Linked DNA regions of Anas platyrhynchos: region 2 is linked to region 1. The links are chromatin contacts, called in public Hi-C maps. All regions are on one chromosome and are shown on one strand. Each heading gives the region's core, a stretch centred on a gene start, on an enhancer-like site or on the middle of the called end of the contact. The rest is flanking DNA. Distances are from core to core; before and after follow the strand shown.

Region 1 (2,700 bases), core at 79-2,578:
CCCTTGCAGCCCCCATTACCCACCCCATTCTCCCCCCCATTCCCCACCCCATTACACCCCCCCTTCCTCCCCCCTTGCACCCCCCATTCCCCACCCCATTACCCCTCCATTCCCCCCCATTCCCCACCCCCCTTGCCCACCCCATTAAACCTCCATTGCCCACCCCATTACACCCCCATTCCCCCCCCTGCACACTCCATTACACACTCCATTACACACCCCTTGCACTCCCCCTTGCACCCCCCTTCCCCCCCCATTCCCCCTCCTTCCCCACCCCCCATTGCCCACCTTATTACCCACCCCCCTTGCACACCCCATTCCCCACCCCATTACCCCCCCAATTCCCCACCCCCCCACCACCCCCTACCCCATTACCCACCCCCTTCTCCATCCCCTTCCCCCTCCATTCCCCACCCCACTGCCCACCCCTTTGCACCCCCCTTGCACACCCCATTACACCCCCATTCCCCCCCTTGCACACTCCATTACACCCCCCTTCCCTCCCCATTCCCCGCCCCATTCCCCCCCCCGTTGCACTCCATCCCCCCCCATTCGCCCCCCCATTCCCCCCCCATTCCCCACCCCCTTCCCCACCCCATTACCCCCCAATTCCCCACCCCCCCACCTCATTCCCCACCCACTCCCCCCCCATCCCTCTCCCATCCCCCCCACCACCCCCCCACCCCCTTTCCCACCCCATTCCCCACCCCAATTCCCCCCCCACCCCATTCCCCCCCCCTCCTCACCTATAGCCGCCACCTTCCCGTCCCCCACCCAGACTCCGGTGAGCGGGGGGGGCCTGGATCTCGCTGCGGGCACCCCGAGGCGGCGACAAAGCCTCACCCCCACCTCCTCCAACCCCCCCACGAACCCCCTCAACCCCAATTTCCGAGCCCTCAGATCCAAAACCACCAAAGCCAGCAGCTGCCCGGGCCCGTGATATGTAACGTGCCCCCCCCGCCTCACCGCCTCCAACCCCGCTCCTTTCTCCCTTAATTTAGCCGCCAGCTCCCCCCCGGGGGCTCCCCTCAGCCCCCAGGCGTACACGGGCCCGGCCGGTTCGCTCAGCACCAAGCTCTCGGCCGGCCAAAGCTGGGGGGGGGCTATGGGGCGGTTTTGGGGGGGGGCCGCAGCCTTTAGGGCCGCCGCCCGGGCCGCCCCCACGCAGCGCTCCTGGACCCGCAGAGCCAAGGAGTAGGGCACGGGGCCCAGCAGCAGCACCCGCACGGCGCCCCCCGGCATGGCGAGGGGGTGGGTTTGGGGTTTTGGGGGGGTTTTGGGGGGGTTTAGGGTGGGTTTGGGGTGTGGAGGCCGCGGTAGGCCGCGCGGGGAGGAGCTGAGCGCGGCGGGGAGGGGAATGGGGACGGGGCGGGGAATGGGGATGGGCGTGGGGAGAAGGGGTAGGAATAGGGACAGGGGAGGGACAGGGGGACAAGGGAGGGATATGGGGAAGGGAATGGATGTGGGGACAGGGGACGAGGGACAAGGGATAAGGAAGGGACAGGAATAGGGACAGGAAACAGACATGGGGACAAGGGACGGACGTGGGGACAGGGGACAGGAATGGGGACAGGGGACAGACAAGGGGACATGAAGAGGGGACAGGTATATAGGGACAGGGAACAGACCTGGGGACAGGGGACAGATATATGGGAACATGAGGAGGGGATGGGTATATGGGGACAGGGAACAGACATGGGGACAGGGCACAGGGACAAGGGACAGGCATGGGGATAGGGGATGGACATGAGGACATGAAGAGGGGATGGGTATATGGGGACAGGGAACAGATGTGGGGACAGGGGATGGACATAGGGACAGGGGACTGGCAGGGGGACAGGAAGAGAGGACGGGTATATGGGGACAGGGGACAGACATGGGGACAGGAGACAGACATGGGGACATGAAAAAGGGACAGGTATATAGGGACAGGGAAAAGACGTGGGGACACGGGATGGACATGGGGACGGGGCAGGGGATGGGTATATGGGGACAGGGGACAGACACGGGGACAGGAGACAGATGTGGGGACAGGGGACGGACATGGGGAAATAAAAAGGGGACAAGGGACAGACTAGGGGACAGGGGACAGGCAGGGGGACAGGGAACCAGGAATAGGGGGTGAGGATAGGGGATAGGAGACAGGTATATGGGGACAGGGAACAGACATGGGGACAGGGGACAGACGTGGGGACAGGGGACAGGTATATGGGGACAGGGAATGGACATGGGGTCAAGGGACAGATATGGGGACAGGGGACAGACAAGGGGACATGAAGAGGGGACAGGTATATGGGGACAGGGGACAGATGTGGGGACATGAAGAGGGGACAGGTATATGGGGACAGGGGACAGATGTGGGGACAGGGGACAAACATGGAGACAGGGGACAGACTTGGGGACAGGGGATGGATATGGGGACAGGGGACAAGGAAGGGACAGGAATAGGGACAGGAAACAGACATGGGGCAGGGGACAGGCAGGTGGACAGGGGACAGATGTGGGGACATGAAGAGGGGACAGGTATATAGGGACAGGAGACAGATGTGGGGACAGGGGACAAACATGGAGACAGGGGACAGACTTGGGGACATGAACAGGGAACATGTATATGGGGACAGGGGACAGACATGGGGACATGAAAAGGGGACAGGTATATAGGGACAGGGAATAGACGTGGGGACAGGGGATGGACATGGA
Region 2 (2,923 bases), core at 124-2,623, 140 kb before region 1:
TTTCTGAGCGCACCGATTCGGCCGTCTCCGACCGAGCAAAACGCATCTCTGCTGATAGGGCTAATGAGGCAGGCGTTTTAATTATTATTTAACGAGCTCGTGCACGGGCGGCGGATAATCTCTTGCTTTGGAAACATTGAGTCCCTGTGCCCTTTGCGCCCCGTTTCCAGCCTGTGGGACCCCAGAAGGAAATGCCAGGAGGGAAATGTGGTCGTGGGTCTCCTGGCTGCTGCTAAATCACAGCCATGGGCAGGGAAAAATCCACAATGGATTTTCCACCTCTTGGCTCTGGGACCTTGCTGAGGGGGCCGTGGGCACCCAGCAAAATGCTGGTGCAGCATTTTGGGCAAGCAGCAGGAGAAGGGCCAGGCTGGGACATCCAGGGCTCTGAAATCTTTAGAAACATATTTTTTTAGGGTCCGAGATAACTTGTCTGGTGTAAAGCCCCACCACCCGTGCAGTGCCTGATGCAGCAATTCAATCCAAAGGTGCACACAAATGACTTTTGTGAGGACTGTAAGGTGAACATGAAAAAAGTGCGTGCAGGATTAGGGTGCACAATCCACTGCTCGTGGTGTTTTGTGGCATTTAATCCTGAAAATGTCATCTCTGGAGACTGTGGGTTATCAGTATGACACCTTCGATATTAATTGCCCAGACCCAGCATCTCTCAGCAGCCTTGCTTTGCCTTCTCCATCCCATCTGAAGCTCAAAGAAGCCGGTGGCTGCGGCAGGGCTGCCAAACCAGGGCTCCCCTGGACCAAGAGCATCTCCGAGCCTCGGAGGATTTGCCATCACATCTCTGTCCCCAGCCCAGGGTGATGCCAAGGTGGCCAGAGAGGGAATAAACCCCGCAGTGACACCAAGGAGAGGGGATCCCTAATGCCCCCTCGCAGCCGTCCCCATCCCACAACCCAAAACGTGGACACCCCCAGGACAAATCCCCTTTTCTGGGGCTGCCTGTGCATTAATTCCTCGGTTCCTTATCTGAAAATGCAGATTAGTGCAAAAAAAAAAAACGGTGCCGAAAAGTAAATAGCACGGGGTTATAAAAGCTCCCGATCGCAAACCCCTGGGCAGCACCACAGCTTCAAAGGCAGAGGCTGGAATAAGAACATAAATGTAAAAAAAAAATAGAAAAAAAAAAAAAAAAAAAGCTTGCTAAGGATGGGACCCTTGAGAAAGGGGAAAAAAAAAAAAAGCAAACCCAGCTTGCACCATGACCGTGAAGAGTTTGCAAAGCCCTGCATCAGCAAACCACATCGGCGGCTCCGTAATCGCTCGGATTGCAGGAAAAGGAAAATAAAATCCTAGCGAAGGAGACGATTGCAAAAGTTTGGGTTAAAATGTGCTCTGGTTTTTGAGACGGAGCCCAAGCCCCACCTCCACACACCCATCCCCACCTCCGGGCTGGGAAGTAAAAGCACCCAATGGCCGGGGCAGCTGCTGCCAGAGGAAAACTTTTGCTCCCAACCCAGCGGGACGGGACACGGGGACACGGGGACACGGGGACGGGGCGAATCCTACAACTGTGAGTATGGCAGCGGTGGTCGGGCTCTTCTTGCGCCTGCCCCGCGCCTCGCAGGTTGGAGGCTGCGAAGTTCCTCACGCTGCTGCTTTCTTCGCTGCCTTCTTTCGCACGGCTCCTTGAACATGTTCGGTGTTCCTGGGCTGGGTTTGTCTAGTGGGATTAAAAAAAAAAAAAAGGAAAAAAAAAAAAGGAAAAGAAAAGGAAAGGAAAGGAAGGGAAAGAAAAGGAAAGGAAAGGAAGGGAAAGAAAAGAAAAGGAAAGGAAAGGAAGGGAAAGAAAAGGAAAGGAAAGGAAGGGAAAGAAAAGAAAAGAAAAGAAAAAAAGAAAAGAAAAGAAAAGAAAAGAAAAGAAAAGAAAAGAAAAGAAAAGAAAAGAAAAGAAAAGAAAAGAAAAGAAAAGAAAAGAAAAGAAAAGAAAAGAAAAGAAAAGAAAAGAAAAGAAAAGAAAAGAAAAGAAAAAGAGAGAAAGAGAGAGAGAAAGAGAGAGAGAGAAAAAAAGAGAGAGAGAGAGAGAGAAAGAAAGAAAAAAAGAAAGAAAGAAAGAAAGAAAGAAAGAAAGAAAGAAAGAAAGAAAGAAAGAAAGAAAGAAAGAAAGAAAGAAAGAAAGAAAGAAAGAAAGAAAGAAAGAAAGAAAGAAAGAAAGAAAGAAAGAAAGAAAGGAAGGAAGGAAGGAAGAAAGGAAGAAAGAAAGAGGAAAAAGGGGGAAAACAGGAGTGATTGCAAATGTTTTGCATTGCCAGCTCTCCAAGGGCTTTCCGCACATTTTTTTTTTGTTCCCTCTCCGCTCCCACTTATTCAAGCCTCTTTTTCCAGTAAAGCAGCTCCACTTTGCACTTTCTTTGTCCCTAAGGCTTCCCCTTATTTCTTCTCACTTTCCAGGGATTTTCCCTGTCCCCTGTGCTGCCAGGGCTCCTTTCTCTTGCAGCTTTTGCTCCGGTGTTTATGGGAACCCCTCCTCTCACCCCCTATCCTGGCTGAATTTTGGGGAGCACTGCCGGGCAGCCCTGGATCCACGAGAGCTGGTGACAGTGGCGGTGGCACTTGGGGACCTTGCCCAGCCTGGAGCTTCTCCGGTTGGGCATTTTTTGGGAGAGGAACCGCTCTGCACCAATTCAAGGCATGGGTGCCTGCAGACGGGGCACTGGCTGCATCCCTGCTGCTCGTGATGGGCAATTTTGGCTCGTGAGAGGTGCCTGGGGGAAGCCCTGTGGGTCCTGGCTGGATCCCTGCTAAATTTCTATGGGGTAAAACATGTTTTTGGGGTGAAACGTGCTTCTTTGTGGGCTTGCAAGCCGTGGAGGTGGTTTGTGCGGTCCCTTAAAGCCTCGGAGCATCCTTGTTCCCAGCTCCAGCACCAGCCCATCCTCCTTGAAAACCCAAAATGCTGGAAGAA

What was found. Hi-C and Micro-C count contacts between places; a contact is called where the count stands out from the background.
Region 2: a Hi-C map of skeletal muscle shows a contact between it and region 1, with 2.3 times the contacts expected there. The contact joins the promoter of SLCO2B1 here to the promoter of LIPT2 in region 1. A contact is called at or near these places in 2 of 8 Hi-C or Micro-C datasets (skeletal muscle and subcutaneous adipose tissue).

The regions. Positions count from the first base shown.
Region 1 is chr1:206,109,138-206,111,837 of IASCAAS_PekinDuck_T2T, reverse strand. It overlaps LIPT2 (lipoyl(octanoyl) transferase 2), which reads right to left and starts at 1,328. Exons shown (of 2, transcript XM_072032948.1): 1 at 747-1,328. The coding sequence starts at 1,242. LOC110354133 (a long non-coding RNA gene) reads left to right here and starts at 1,438. Exons shown (of 4, transcript XR_011806608.1): 1 at 1,438-2,288; 2 at 2,335-2,700.
Region 2 is chr1:206,253,295-206,256,217 of IASCAAS_PekinDuck_T2T, reverse strand. SLCO2B1 (solute carrier organic anion transporter family member 2B1) reads left to right here and starts at 1,373. Exons shown (of 15, transcript XM_072032950.1): 1 at 1,373-1,531.